2 separate regions of the Mus musculus genome follow, and region 1 is linked to region 2. The links are chromatin contacts, called in public HiChIP or PLAC-seq maps. All regions are on one chromosome and are shown on one strand. The core of a region is the stretch at or near the end of the contact, and the rest is flanking DNA. Distances in the headings are between cores, read along the strand shown. Region 1 has its middle 5.4 kb from the start of Gm51457. Region 2 holds the start of Prrt2 (proline-rich transmembrane protein 2).

Region 1 (7,236 bases), core at 1,783-4,282, 51 kb before region 2:
GGAGCCAAACTCAGGTCCTCTGGAAAAGCAGAACATGCCTTTAACCACTGGTCCATTTCTGCAGTCCCATTTTATTCCTTTTTATTTTTATAGGATATTCTATATATGCTCCATTTTGTTCATCTAGCCACTGTTTGATGGACACATGAGCTATCGCACTTCCTGGCTCTCATGAGCACTGCAGTGAAAATCCATGTGCATATCTTTGTGTGAATGTGTTTCCAGTTTATCTTGCTGTGAGGGTTTGAATGATAACAGCCCTTATATGTTGGAATACTTGGACCACAGCTGGTAAATCTGTTTGAACAGAATAATGAAGTGTGGCCTTATTGAAGAAGATGTGTCACTGGGGGTGGACTTGGAGGTTTCAAAAGCCCACGCTACTTCTAGCTAGCTCTCTCTGCCTCCTACTTGTAGATTGGATGTAAGTTCTTAGTTCCTACTGCAGTGCCCTTCATGCCTGCCTGCTGCCATGCTCCTCACCATGATGGTGATGGACTCAGCCTCTGAAACTCTAAACCCCCTATTAACTACTTCTTCTATAAGTTTCCTTGGTCATGGTGCCTCTTCAGAGCAATAGAGAAGTAACTAAGACACTTGGTCCATTCCTGGGAGGAGATCTGCTTGGCTCCATGGGGACTGTGAGGAATGGTGGGTGAGAACATTTATAACAATTAGGCTCATCTAGTTCCAACTCTGTACTCAGAACTCATCCTTCCCATCAATGACAGTTCCCACATGTCCCCAGCCCCAAAGTGTGGAGACCACCAGACTCAAGCAAGAAGAGATTGACAGCAGGTGGGGAGTGGGGACGTAAGGTGACAAGGAAATCCCTCATCAAGTCTCTGGATCCCTGCTTGCTCAGACCTCCTATTATGGCTAAATCTTGAACATTTCTCCTCCTTTTTCATTCATTTACTTTCTGTCTGTTTGATCCTCTTGTTTGTTTGTTTTTGTTTTGTATATATTTAGGGACATGGTCTTATCTAGCCCAGACTAACCTTGAACTCATTCAAGGTCAGCTCAAGGTCATCTGAAAATGACTTTGAACCCCTGATCTTCCTGCCTCTACCTCCCAAGTGCTGCAATTATAGGTGTGCATGTGCCTGGATCTGACTTACAATTCCATTGTGGATATCCAGCTTCTACCAAGCTCATTTCTCTGCTGAGGATGGTGTGCCTGGGCCTCACTACACGTCCCTAATGATGGGATACAGAAACGTAATATAAGGGAGATGGGTTGTGGTTCAGACAGCAACATGAGCCAAAGCTAAGACCGTCAAACACACGTAGGTGGAAAGTGTTTTGCATTTCAAATATTTAGCTTCAGCACACAAAAGAAAATGGGGCCAACCATGAGTTCTTCCTGTGTATATAGAAGTCGGTACAGCCCTGGCATCTTCTGAAAGACACAACTTTATGGTGAGAATCAGGGAAGGCAGGCTCACACTGAAGCATGCAAGCCGGAGGCTGCCACATCTTATCTTATAGTTGGAGACTTAGGTGTGAAGGGATCCAGCGGTTCGTCTGGGATGGGCATTATCCCATATCACCTGCCACGGTCTTGGTTTTAGAACTGAGCCCTTTGATCTTGAGAAAACTTAAAAAAAAAATGCCATACATCTAGCAAGTGCCAGAGCAGAAAGGGAACCCAGACCCCCTCTGCTGAGTCAATTCCTTTCAAACCTGCCAATCACCGGAAACATTTGGGTCTTCTATAAGAGAGTCCAGGCACTCCTATATTTTCTTACCCTAATCTCTGAAGTAATGACTAGCCCAGCAAATAGCTCCAGCCCTGTCCTTGGAATAAAGCCAGGGCTGAGCTCTAGGGAGTTCTGTCACTACACAGTGTCTGTCTTGTTATCCTCCAGGGTTGTCTTAAACTGGTCATCAAGTCCCTAGGTTTTGAGCCTGCTGGCCCATTGTGCCGACACCCCCTTCCCCTGGAGCTCATGAGCTAGGTGGAGCTGTCACGCATGACCCACCTTCTCCGACTCTACTCTGCTTCCTCTAAAATTGACCTGACAGTGAATTGTTCCTGACTTTCACTCTAGGATGGGCCACACTTATCCTTCAGCCACATCTTCCTTGTACATTCTCCGCAGTGGACCATTACACCATTTTCCTTTGTCTTCCTGCCAGGTGAGGACAGGGTCTCTGGATGCTCCACAGCAGGAAGCCGACACTCCTGCTAGCAGCTGGAACCAAGTGTGAGTCTATGAGCCTAACAATTTTCTAGGCGTACCTATAGATTTTATTCAATCCTGTAAAGTGCAACTAACTCGTCCTTTAACCAGAGCCTCGTGCATAGTAGGCACACACCATTGAGCAAAACCCTCAGCCTATGTCCTTCTTTTACTAATACAAAAAAACAGGTGACACTTTTAACAACCAGCCCCAAGTGACAGAACTGGCCTTCAGCCTACATTTTTCTGTCTTGATTTACTCTCATCTGGCTCTAAGGCCAGACTCCAGGAGGCCCTCGGCAGGGAGAAGAGTTAGACCCGCATGTGTCAGGAGGGCTAAAGAGGAGGCAACAGAGCAGAGCCAGTGAGGTTACAGAAGCAATTTTTACAATCCATGTAGATCCCAGAGGAAAGAGGGCCAATGGGAAGGCACAGCATGGCGACCAACCACTGGCAGAGATCCATGCACTAACGCCTTGCTTGCAGCCTATGGTGTTAGCCATGCAGAGTTTCTGGGGATTGCTAAGTGCTGGGTTTAGTGCAAGCAGGCAAACATTCCAGGAGGTGCCGCAGCAACTGAGATGGTCACTGTGGTATCTGCAGACTATTCGAAGTGAGAGGGTCTGTGGGGGAAATCAGATAGGGGGTGGACACCAAGAGGCAAGAATCTGGATTAATCAAACTGAGAAACTGGCATGGGGAGGAGCACAGGGCAGCACCAGGATGGAAAGGCCTGCTCCTAAAGAGGAAGCTAAACACATTCAAAGTGGATGGTGAGACGGAAGACCATAGGACATCCATTCTGACGTGAGGCTGAAATTCTTTAACTCTACGATCTGGCATCTGTGAACACCCTTCCCTGGCCACAGGCAGAGTTAGCCCCATGCTGTGTCTGGCTGTGCCTGAGCAGGTCCCTGTGCTGTGAAGAGTTCTCCCTTAGTGTCTGCCCTTTGGGAACCTGAGACCTCCTGGGCAGGAGACACTGACTCCACACGTCCATCTTCCAGAGCTGTCAGCCTCGAGTTCAGGCTGCTTTTGCCTGTGTGGTTGGCTCTGTGGTTTCTTGAGCTTTGGGTCATTATTTTTTTTTTCTAAAGTGAATGGGCAGACAAAAGCAGAGAGAGGGCTTGAGAGGTGCACAGTGGTAAGAGGACAGTGTGCATTGTGTTTGTTACAGAGTAAAGTGGGGTACCCTCTACCGAGGAGGGTGGACTGTGGCCAAAAGGACATTGCAAAGAAAAAACACCCTTGATGTGTGTCACCGTGCAGTGAGGGAGCTTGTGGGGGCTACAACCTGCCACCTCTGCTAAAGCAAACAGGGAGACAAAGATTACTGGGTGAGATGGTTTATTCTAGTCCAGGTCCTTTTCTGAGGGGGGTTTTCCTATCTAGGTGACTGACAGACCTTATTAGATGAACTCTTTAGAAAATTATTCAGGCTTGTATGCTACGCCTATGCTAGGAGCTTGACAGAGCTTGATTGGCTTAGACTAGGGGTATAATTCAGTGAAGGAATGCCATGCATGCGTGTGCACACAGGCATGCACACACAAGGTTAATCTGGTTAACAGAAACTGGAGCTTGCTAGGTCTCACAGTGGGTAAGGACTGCATCCCATGTCTCTTTATAATACAGTGTCCATGAGATGCTCCCACCCACTTCAAGCTTGACAGTTTGACCAGAGCGAGAATCTTGAAGAAAAGACACAGACCTGGGAAAGGCCAAGGATGATGGCTGAACAGAAGTCTCAGTAGCACATGCCAGCCCCAAGGCACTGCCTCGCCTATTCATTCAACAATCCTTTATGGCATGGCTATGCTGGGCCAGGTGTGATGCCTTAGCTCATGTTGGCAATGAAGAGATGAATCAGTATGAGTAACCTGCCTAGAATGAGTTTAGTTTAGTGGAGGGGGCCTCTATGCAAACAGATAAATTACAGTGCAGGGCAATTAGAGTCATAGTAGAGAAATATGAGAGTACAAGGAATGTATTTAAAGTAAAGGTGCCAAGAAGGAAGTGGAGGAAACCAGCTGGGGACAGGGTGCTGAGCACCCTGGAGAGCACCAGGAGGACTGAACCCAGGGTGTCTGAGGTAGCTGGATTTCGAATAAGCAAAGAGTGAGGTGAAAACCTGTAGACAGCCACACGCTGAGCTGTGGAGAACAGGAGATGAGACAGGGTGGCCCCTCTTCAGCCTGGTGAGGCCACTTTTGCTTGCTAGAGTCCTGTATCCATTGGAGCAGTTGAAGAAAGCAGTGTTGGGTTTGTTTGGCAAGACTCTGATGCCTTGTCTGCCAGCTCTGTTAAAAGGGAAGTAGAGAGGATTTTCCCTAAACAGGTAGCAGAGCTCTCATTGTTTGGCAACACATTTACTTGGGTTTTCTTATGTAAGGTTTTGTTTTGAGATAGGGTCTTAGTCTGGCCTAGAACTCCCTATATATTCCAGGCTGGCCTCAAACTCACAGAGATCCACCTGCCTCTGCCTTCTGAGTGCTGGGATTAAATTGTGAGCCAGCTGCTCACATGCCTGCAGCCTCCTCTCTTACTACATAGGATGAGCAATCCGTTTATTTATATGAGCTACGGATGGCGACTTACTTTCTGGGATTTGATCTTGCTCACACAGAACTCCAGCCCCTTGCTCTCTAGCACATAGCTTTTTTTTTCATTTTCAAAATATATTTATTATAATTAATGTTCTTTAAAATTTAGGTGTGCAAAAGAGAGTGATCAAATCTGTTTTATTGAAGTTGCCTCTGATCATTGTTTTGTGACTGTAGATTTTGAGTTCCATTTTTTTTTCATTAGGTATTTTCCTCATTTACATTTCCAATGCTATCCCAAAAGTCCCCCATGCCCTCCCCCCAACCCCCCTACCCACCCACTCCCACTTTTTGGCCCTGGTATTCCCCTGTACTGGGGAATATAAAGTTTGCAAGTCCAATGGGCCTCTCTTTCCAGTGATGGCCAACTAGGCCATCTTTTGATACATATGCAGCTAGAGTCAAAAGCTCCGGGGTACTGGTTAGTTCATAATGTTGTTCCACCTATAGGGTTAGCACATAGCTTTTGCTCTACCGCATGGCCCAGTCAGAGTCCCAAGCAAAGTCCTCACATGCAATCTCAGGCACAGGATTCTTTGTATTGCCTCCTGGAACTCAGCCTTTGTGTGTGCTCTGAGGGTGATCTCAGCGTTGGCAGCAGGTTGTCCCAGCTTACACTTCTTCTTGCCCCTGTCCTATGGCACTGTGTCAGTGTTCTTGAGAGGTGCCCATTGATTGTCACTGACTGGAAAGAGCCTCTCTCTATTTAAAAAGATCTATATTCATTTATGGGCATGTGTTTTTATGTATGACACATGTGTGAGACTGCCCATGGGGACCAGAATAGGGCATCAGACCCCGGGGATCTGAAGTTGCAGTTGGGAGCCACCTGATATGGGTGCTGGGAACGAATCTCTGGGTCCTGTGGAAAAGCAGTCAATGCTCTTAACTGCTGGCGGGTCTCTCCAGCCTCGTGTTTGGCTTCATTCAACCCTGACTGGCCTTAACTGTGCTCCATAGCTGAGCGTCTTAGGGTTTCATTGCTGTGAGTAGACACCATGACTAAGGCAACTCTTATAAAAGACAACATTTAACTGGGGCTATCTTACAGTCTCAGAGTTTCAGTCCATTATCATCAATGCAGGAAGCATGGCAGCGTCCAGGCAGCTGTGGTGATGGAGAAGGAGGTCTTCCAAAGGCAAAGACTGAGTTCCAGGAAGCTAGGAGAAGGATCTCAAAACCTACCTTCACAGTGACACACTTCCTCCAACAAAGTCATACCTACTCCAAAAAGGCCACATTTCCTAATATGCCACTCCCTGGGCCACTACATTCTACTCCCTGATCCCATAATCTTCTTCAAACACACAAGTCTATGGGGGCCAGACTTAGCCAAAGCATAATAAAAAATACATTTAGTCCAACTCCAAAAGTCCCATAGTCTGTAAAAATTCAAAGTCTCTTCTGAGATTCATCCAATCACTTAATTGTAATCCCTTATAAAATCAAAAAAAGTGGATCACATACCTCCACCGTCACAGGATATACATTATCATTCCAAAGCTTCATACTGAGGAAATACTGGACCAATGCAAGACCAAAAACCAGCTGGGAAAACTCTAAATTCAGCATCTCCACATCTGATATCCAACTCCTTTCTGCTTTGTTGACTGCAGCACAACTCTCTTTGGTGGCTAGTTCCACTCCCTGTTAGTAGTTTTCCATAACAGGTATCCCATGACTCTGGCATCTCAAACATCTTGGCGTCCCCAAGGCAACATTGAAGTTACAGCTTCTTGTTCCAATGTCTGGTACCCACAAATTATCTTCTGGGTTCCTCCAAAGGGTTTGGGTCATATCTCTAGCTTTGCCCACTGTAGCATTCCAGGGTCTGGTTGATTCTACTCCACTGTTGCTGCTGTTCCTGATGGTCATCCCATGGTACTGGCATCTCTAACATGATGGGGTTTCTCACTGCAACTAGGCTTCACCAGTAGCCTCTCAGAGGCTCCCTTCATGGTGCCCAGCCTCAACTCCTCTGCATGACGCCTTCAGTTCTGGGCCATCAACTGCAACTGAGGCTGCACCTTCACCAATGGCCTTCCATGGCCTCCCACAGTGCCAAGCCTCAGCTGTTCTTCATGACCCCTTCATGCCTTCAGAACCAGTACCACCTGGGTGACTCTTACATGTTACCAAATCCAGCTGAAGCTGAGGTACGATCTCAGCGCTCTCTGGAACACAGCTTCTTTGTGCTCTCAGAAAACACTTCCCAGAATAATTTAACTGAAACTGGCTTACAGGTTCAGAGGTTCAGCCCATTATCATTAAGACATTAAGCATGGCAGCATCCAGGCAGGTGCTGGAGAAGGAGCTGAGAGTTCTACATCTTGTTCCTCTTTGAAGGCAAACAGTAGAAAACTATCTTTCAGGAATCTAGGAAGAGGCCAGGCAGTGGTGGCGCACGCCTTTAATCCCAGCGCTTGGGAGACAGAGGCAGGTGGATT
Region 2 (6,959 bases), core at 2,477-4,976:
GGATCACCTCAACAGTCACGTCAGACAAGTGCACTCAACAGAGCGGCCCTTCAAATGTGAGGTAGGAAGCCAGCTTCCTCCTGTCCTGGTTTTCATGATTTTGATCCTCATTGTAGCTGTGTGGGTTCAGCCTCTCAGACCCCCTTTTTCTCTCTCTTTTTGCCTCTTCACTCCATTTTCACATTTCTCCTTCAAGGCCTGGTCATCTCACGCCCATTTCCTACAGATCAAAGACCCCCGAGACTCTGATCCCCTTATCTTGCTCCCTTCTCTCTACTCCCCGAAGCTTTAACTCTCCTGTGACCCCACACCCTCCCCCAGAAATGTGAGGCAGCTTTTGCTACGAAGGATCGCCTCCGAGCGCACACAGTCCGACACGAGGAGAAGGTGCCATGTCATGTCTGTGGCAAGATGCTGAGCTCGGCTTATATTTCCGACCACATGAAGGTGCACAGCCAGGGCCCTCACCATGTCTGTGAGCTCTGCAACAAAGGTACATGCTAAGGGGTGCCAGGAGGGCAGGGACTAAAAAGGGGGGCACAGAGCTGTTGGGTTTTTTTTCACCGATGTGGGTCAAGGGTGCTGCAGCTAAGAGCTTGTGGCGAGTAGAGAGAACTCTTTAAGGGGCAAGTACAACAGCATTGGAAACACCACCACTAAATTATGTGCCATGGTTCACAGGAGACCGTCTACCAGAAATTCAACCTCATGGGTGTGCTTGGGAGAATGAAGTGGGACGTGGTTACTTTGAGAAAGGAATAGCCAAAAAGCCAGTCCCAAGGGTTTCAACTTAGCAGCCACAAGCTCTTGTCTCCAGCTCCTGGGGCAGGTGGAGTACATCAGCAGGGGTGTGACGAGCATGCACCCTACCCAGTAGCAGAAAGCTGTTTCACTGTGGTTGGTGACTAAAGGAGCTGAGACGGGGGCACTGGAGAGGGGGGGGACACAGCCGTCTCCACTGAGAGTCAAGCCTTTAAAAAGCTAGGTAGCCGTGTCGTGGACGGTCTCTGTAGAGATTAAGGACTAAGTAAGGGCACCACACAAACCAGTCCCCAGCAAGCGTAGGGAAAGGCTATGCTTCTCTGGAGTAGTTGGCCCCAGCCTACCAAGGATGTGGGAGGAGGACAGTGCCATGTGAGGAGGGTGTCCCCAGCCTAGGAGAACAGCCCTGTCTCTGGGGTCTCCACCAGGCTGACCCCAACCCCCCATCCCAACCCCCCCCCCCAATAGGCTTCACCACAGCAGCATACCTGCGCATCCACGCGGTGAAGGACCATGGGCTCCAGGCCCCGCGGGCTGACCGCATCCTGTGTAAGCTGTGCAGCGTGCACTGCAAGACCCCTGCCCAGCTGGCCGGCCACATGCAGACCCATCTGGGGGGGGCCGCCCCTCCTATCCCGGGAGATGCCCCCCAGCCACAGCCTACCTGCTGAGGGGGACCCCTGCACCCACCAGGCAAGGTGTGGGACATGGCTGGGGGGGGCAGCATGGGATGTGTGGGACAAGGGAACTCAAAGGGCCCAATAGGGGATCGCAGGAAGGCCAGGGATGCCAGTCTGTCACTCAGATTAGGGAGCCTTGGGATCCAGAGAGGGCAGTATGGACATGCTCAGTCTGGGTAAGCAGGCAGGCCGAAGCCTCTGGGGACCAGATAGGAAGTAACGGCTGTGTCCCAGGGGAAATAGGGAAATAGTTGAAAAGTCTGGGGTATGGAACATGTTTCTTGCCATTTAGGTTGTGCTGTGATCCTTGGTGTTTCTCCCTATAGGTACTGGTGAGGTTTGTCCAATGGCGGCAGCGGCAGCAGCAGCGGCGGCGGCGGCAGCAGCAGTGGTGGCAGCCCCCCCCACAGCTGTGGGCTCCCTCTCTGGGGCAGAGGGGGTACCAGTGAGCTCTCAGCCACTTCCCTCCCAGCCTTGGTGAGCTCCAAGTTGATGGGGGAGAGGGGAGAGTGGAGGAAAGCTCTTCTTGGTACAGTCTCCTCTTCCCACCAACTCCTCACGACTCTTCATCAACCAAGGAGCCTCCAGACAGAGAGGAGGAAGAAGGAATTCACTAGGTTTTAACAATGTTTCTCCTGCTCCTTTCTTCTCCCTATCAGAGCTGACCCTACAAACACCTGTCCCCTGAGTTGTGTTGAAGTCCCCTGGACAATGAGCAGGGGTGGCAGAGGACAGCAGCAGCCACTGCCCTCACCTTTAACCCCTTGCCTTGCCTCCCAGGGATTTGTGAGCCTTTCCTAGAAGGTCCTGTGCTCTCCTCCTTCTGTCCCCTCCCCTACTGTCTGCTGCCCCTTCCTGGGGAGTTGGTGCTTTCTTTTTTGTTGTTGTTTTTTCCCAGGGGTAGGGAGGAGAGAGGAGGGGAAAGAAGATTCTGTCCCAGAGGAGAGAAAAGGTGGTATTGAGGAGGGGCAGAAGCGGGGAAGGCAGAGGGATACTTGAGTAAGGTTGGGTGGTTAAACCCCAAGCATCCTACTGGAGTGTCTGTCCAGGGAGAAGCCAAGGGGAGCATCAGAAGGAGCCACTGGAGCCAGAGGCAGAACAAGAGAGATGGAATCTTAGGGGGCCAGGGCAAAGGAGGGGAGCCAGGGACAAGAGGTGCTTCCTGGGGGTGGGGGAATGCAGCCACAGTGTCTCCCCCTTCCCTCTTCCACCCCAGCTCCAGCCCTGGTCTTTCTTCCTCTTTCCCATAACAGAAGCTATGGCCCTGGCCATGTCATCGTGTTCCTGTGTCCCTTGCATGTTCCCCACCCTCCCCTCCCTCCTTTTGCGCAGACCCCATTACAATAAATTTTAAATAAAAACTTGTCTCTGAGTTCCTAAGTTATCTTCACCAAGCCCCCTGTTGTGTGTGCTCATGCCTCACCCCTCCCAGGGAGAGGGAGGGGTTCTTTGTTGACCTTGATCTTGGTCCCAACCTTTCCTGCTCTGCAAAGTGGTAGCTTCTCTCTTCTGAGGTACAACCTCTAGCTGCAGTACAACACAAATTTAGGGTAGGGCCAAGAATCCAGAAGTTATGGAGAGCAGATTCCAGGTCTTCAGGGAATACCCAATCTGAACAGGCACAGAATACCCACTGGAGATTAGGGATGCCAAGCTAGTTATTGATGCTGTCCTGTCTACAACCCAGCACCAGGCTGCACATACAGATCCCAGGGTCCATGGTTGACACAGGGTTCAGTAAGCTGCATTCGGGTCCCACTGTGGTGGTCATGGACTGCTTGCCCTGGCCCTTCCTAGCTTGCTGGAATTTCCATTTCTGGGCTTTGCTCAAACCTTTACAAAGACCCTCCCTTAAGCTTCCATCACGCATTGCTGCTGCTGCTTTCCAAGAGTAGGAAGGCTTCAGTTCTGCAGGCTCCCTTCTCTTGAAACCCCACGCAGTTCCCCTGCAGCCACCCCAAACTTAGACCTGTTTGCTTAACCCATCTATGCTGCTCAGGGTGCCTCCACCCAATCCTCACTGGTCCGTCTCTTCGCAGACCTAGGTCTCTGCCAGGATCCCCCGGTGACCGTTGGCGGGAGGGGCCGAGGACTTAGGAAGAAGGGGGTGCCCCACCAGGAGGTGCGCGTGAGAAAGGACAGGGAGGGGGCGAGAAAGGGCAGGGAGGGGGCACGAGTGGTCCCCAGGCCGGTTACCCAGGTAACACGGGGCCTGGCACGAGGTTCTCTTGGGCTATCCGGGAGGGGCAGGAGGCGTGCTAGGGGCGGGGGCGGCGCGGCAGCAGTGGAGCTTAGGGGAGGGGACCAGAGAAGAAGGGCCGAGCAAACCCGGAGGAGAGAGGAGGGGAGACCCGCCACCTCCCTTCATTGCTCACAGACTTGTTCCCTCCCCGGTCTGCGGCTGCTGCAGCAGCAGCGGCGGTGGCGGCGGGACGCAGGAGCAGTCCCGAGGCTGGCAGCGGATGAGACTGGGACCAACTGAGACTGCTGGTAGGTGTGGACGACAGACAGCTGGGTGGCATGAGAATGCAGGTGCCAGGCGAACTAGAGGGTGGTGCTGGGTGCGTCGTACCATCGGGAGAAGATCCCCTCCCCCTCAGCCTCTGCTGAAAGCAACAAGGGAACCCCTAAAAGAAGGGCTAAGAAGGTATGCACAAGATACTGGGTCTTCCCCAAGAATGGGGCTGGAAGGAGGTAGACGGGCATTTGAGCCCAAATGCACAGTAGGAAACCCTGCACTTCTTAGGTGGTGCCCAGAGAGGAGGGAAGGGTACAGAAGGAGCAGACTGTGTGGGGTCCTGGTCAGTCTGCCTGTTGGAGTGCCTGACGCATGCACAGATTTTCATGTTCTGGTGCGCCTTCGAGTTGGAAGCTGAGAGACTGGGTCTTGTTGGGTGTGTTGGATGGATCTAGGAACAGACCCAAGAGCAGTTCTGTTTAGAAAAGGGCTTATCTTCCCATGGCTCTCCAAGCCGACTTTAAAATACTTCTCCACCTTAAAGCAAAGGAAATCCCAACTTTTCCTCCTCTCCCTAGGGACAGTACAGGCTAGCCTTGAAACAGAATCCTAGCCCTCTTGAGCCTGTGGTGATGAGAGACACTCTTCCCTCCTCACCAAGCCTGTCTCCTCCTCTTCCAGGATTTGCTACTGTCACTGTTGTCTCCTCTTCCCCACGGGCCCTCTCCCATCTCGCTTCTCTAAGATGGCAGCCAGCAGCTCTCAGGTCTCTGAGATGAAGGGGGTGGAAGACAGTTCCAAAACCCAGACAGAAGGTCCCAGGCATTCTGAAGAAGGACTAGGTCCTGTCCAGGTTGTAGCAGAGATCCCAGACCAGCCAGAGGCCCTTCAGCCGGGCCCAGGCATCACTGCAGCCCCTGTGGACTCAGGGCCTAAGGCAGAGCTGGCACCAGAAACCACAGAGACCCCAGTTGAAACCCCAGAAACAGTCCAGGCCACAGACCTCAGTTTAAACCCAGAAGAAGGCTCCAAGGCCAGCCCCAGCCCCAGCCCCAGCGAGGCACGCCAAGAGCCAGCATCCAAACCAGATGTGAACAGAGAGACTGCAGCAGAGGAAGGGTCTGAGCCGCAGTCTACAGCCCCTCCTGAGCCAACCTCGGAGCCTGCTTTTCAGATAAACACCCAGTCAGACCCTCAGCCAACTTCCCAGCCTCCTCCTAAACCACCCCTTCAGGCAGAGCCCCCCACCCAAGAGGACCCTACCACAGAGGTCCTGACAGAAAGTACAGGGGAAAAACAAGAAAACGGAGCAGTGGTTCCCCTTCAGGCTGGTGACGGGGAAGAGGGCCCAGCCCCCCAACCTCACTCACCACCCTCAACTAAAACACCCCCAGCCAATGGGGCTCCCCCCCGTGTGCTGCAGAAACTCGTTGAGGAAGACAGAATAGGAAGGGCACACGGTGGGCATCCAGGATCTCCTCGAGGTAGCCTAAGCCGTCATCCCAGCTCCCAGCTGGCAGGGCCTGGGGTGGAAGGGGGCGAAGGCACCCAGAAACCTCGGGACTATATCATCCTTGCCATCCTGTCCTGCTTCTGCCCCATGTGGCCTGTCAACATTGTGGCCTTCGCTTATGCCGTCATGGTGAGCCCCAAGGGACCCTGGCCCAAGTGTACTGTGGCTCTCAGCTTCGTGCCAGTGTCAGCCCAGAGCCCCAGTAATGACACCTTCCCTCACCTCTCTGCATGGATCCCACTTTTCCAATTGCTGGCCCTTTGCTTGTCTCTCCCCAGGACCTAACCTTCCAAGGCACTCCTGCCCGACCCCTTCAAGCGGGAGGGAAACAGATGTGTCATATAATCTTACTGACCTGTACCCTCTTCCTCCTGCGTCCCCAATTCTCCTTCCTTTCTCAACCCCATTGGGCTGACCTTCCTCCTCTGGACTCTCACCTGATCCCTGCTGGGCTGGCTCCTGCTGACCTGGGCCATGATACCTCCAAACCCCTCACCCTCACCCCAGTCCCGGAACAGCCTGCAACAGGGGGACGTGGATGGGGCTCAACGTCTGGGCCGAGTAGCCAAGCTCTTAAGCATCGTGGCGCTGGTTGGGGGGGTCCTCATCATCATCGCCTCCTGCGTCATCAACTTAGGCGGTGAGTGGGGGTCAGGGACAGGAAGGGAGGCGCGGAGGGTTGACCAGGGCAGCTTTACTAACCCCTGACCCTGCTCTCTCCTGTCTGTCCTCCCTATGCCTTTGTCTCTTCCTGTCTCCTTCCCTGTCTGTCTTTCCCTCTCCTCTCCCACAGTGTATAAGTGAGGGGCTCTGCCCTGCATTCCAAGACTTTTCTTCCTGTTGGGAGCTGTCTTGGGTCCATCCCTGTCCTGGGAGAATCCCAGTCCATGGCCCTGGCCCCCATCTCTAGGGACCAAGGGAGCCTGAGCGGCCTTGTTTACAGCTTCTTTCCCCCTGCATCCTGCCAGGCTCCTCTGCCAGCCATAGGCTTCCTTTCTCCCTGCACTTTTGCCTGCAGACCCCCACCCCACTCCTGCCTCTTGACCTCCCTAACCCTGCACTCTGAAAACCTCTCTGCACTTCTGGAAGCCTTCCTGAACATCTAAATTGTACTCTGCACCTCTGCATCTCTCCCAGCCTCCCTGCACTTCTTCCTGCCTCTGGAATCCTCTGAACCTTATCCCTGGCCTCCCAACGTTCATTGTCTTGGTATCTAACCCATCCCGTTCTCCCCTTCCTTAACACCGTTTTTCCCCTTGCCACGTCCCCTGACCCTTTCTCCCTTTTCATCTCCCCCTTAGCGTCTTCACCCTCCTGCCAACACTTAGTCTGCAAAAACTGCAGTACTTAGGTCAGGCTGAGGGAAGAAGGATGGTGTGGGGAGAGGAGCCTAGCTGGGGGCTCTGACTGTTCTCTACTGGGGACCACCCAGGCCCAGACCATACCCTACCCCTACCCCTAAGGTGCCTATTGGGTCCCAAAGCTGGCAAGTGAGTCCTCACCTGGGGGACCTTCTGAGAGTCCTTATTCTGAACATCCAGGGGAG

The links. HiChIP or PLAC-seq counts read pairs in DNA pulled down with a chosen protein or histone mark.
Region 1: an H3K4me3 HiChIP or PLAC-seq map of the SCID.adh cell line shows a contact between it and region 2, with 12 read pairs. The contact joins the enhancer-like site here to the promoter of Prrt2 in region 2. A contact is called at or near these places in 4 of 39 promoter capture datasets (the HPC-7 cell line, embryonic stem cells, neural stem cells and 1 more), 1 of 15 datasets of contacts at CTCF or cohesin (pro-B cells), 19 of 484 Hi-C or Micro-C datasets (8-cell embryo, B cells, CD4 T cells and 14 more), 11 of 115 datasets of contacts at active chromatin or transcription factors (the HPC-7 cell line, the SCID.adh cell line, bone marrow-derived macrophages and 6 more) and 4 of 9 other capture datasets (adipose tissue, embryonic stem cells, liver and 1 more).

The regions. Positions count from the first base shown.
Region 1 is chr7:127,068,002-127,075,237 of GRCm38.p6, reverse strand. No RefSeq gene overlaps it. Among named protein-coding and RNA genes, the nearest start is that of Gm51457, 5.4 kb to the left of the region's middle. Within about 2 kb of position 3,032, at least 17 of the 459 cell types and tissues checked have an H3K27ac peak or open chromatin away from gene starts, as enhancers often do. A contact at or near this core is called in the MNK3 cell line and the SCID.adh cell line, where this site is marked.
Region 2 is chr7:127,017,978-127,024,936 of GRCm38.p6, reverse strand. It overlaps Prrt2 (proline-rich transmembrane protein 2), which reads left to right and starts at 3,726. Exons shown (of 4, transcript NM_001102563.1): 1 at 3,726-3,932; 2 at 4,582-5,542; 3 at 5,921-6,053; 4 at 6,207-6,959. The coding sequence starts at 4,646. The coding sequence ends at 6,217. Maz (MYC-associated zinc finger protein (purine-binding transcription factor)) reads left to right here. Exons shown (of 5, transcript NM_010772.1): 3 at 1-61; 4 at 322-493; 5 at 1,769-2,803. The coding sequence ends at 1,923.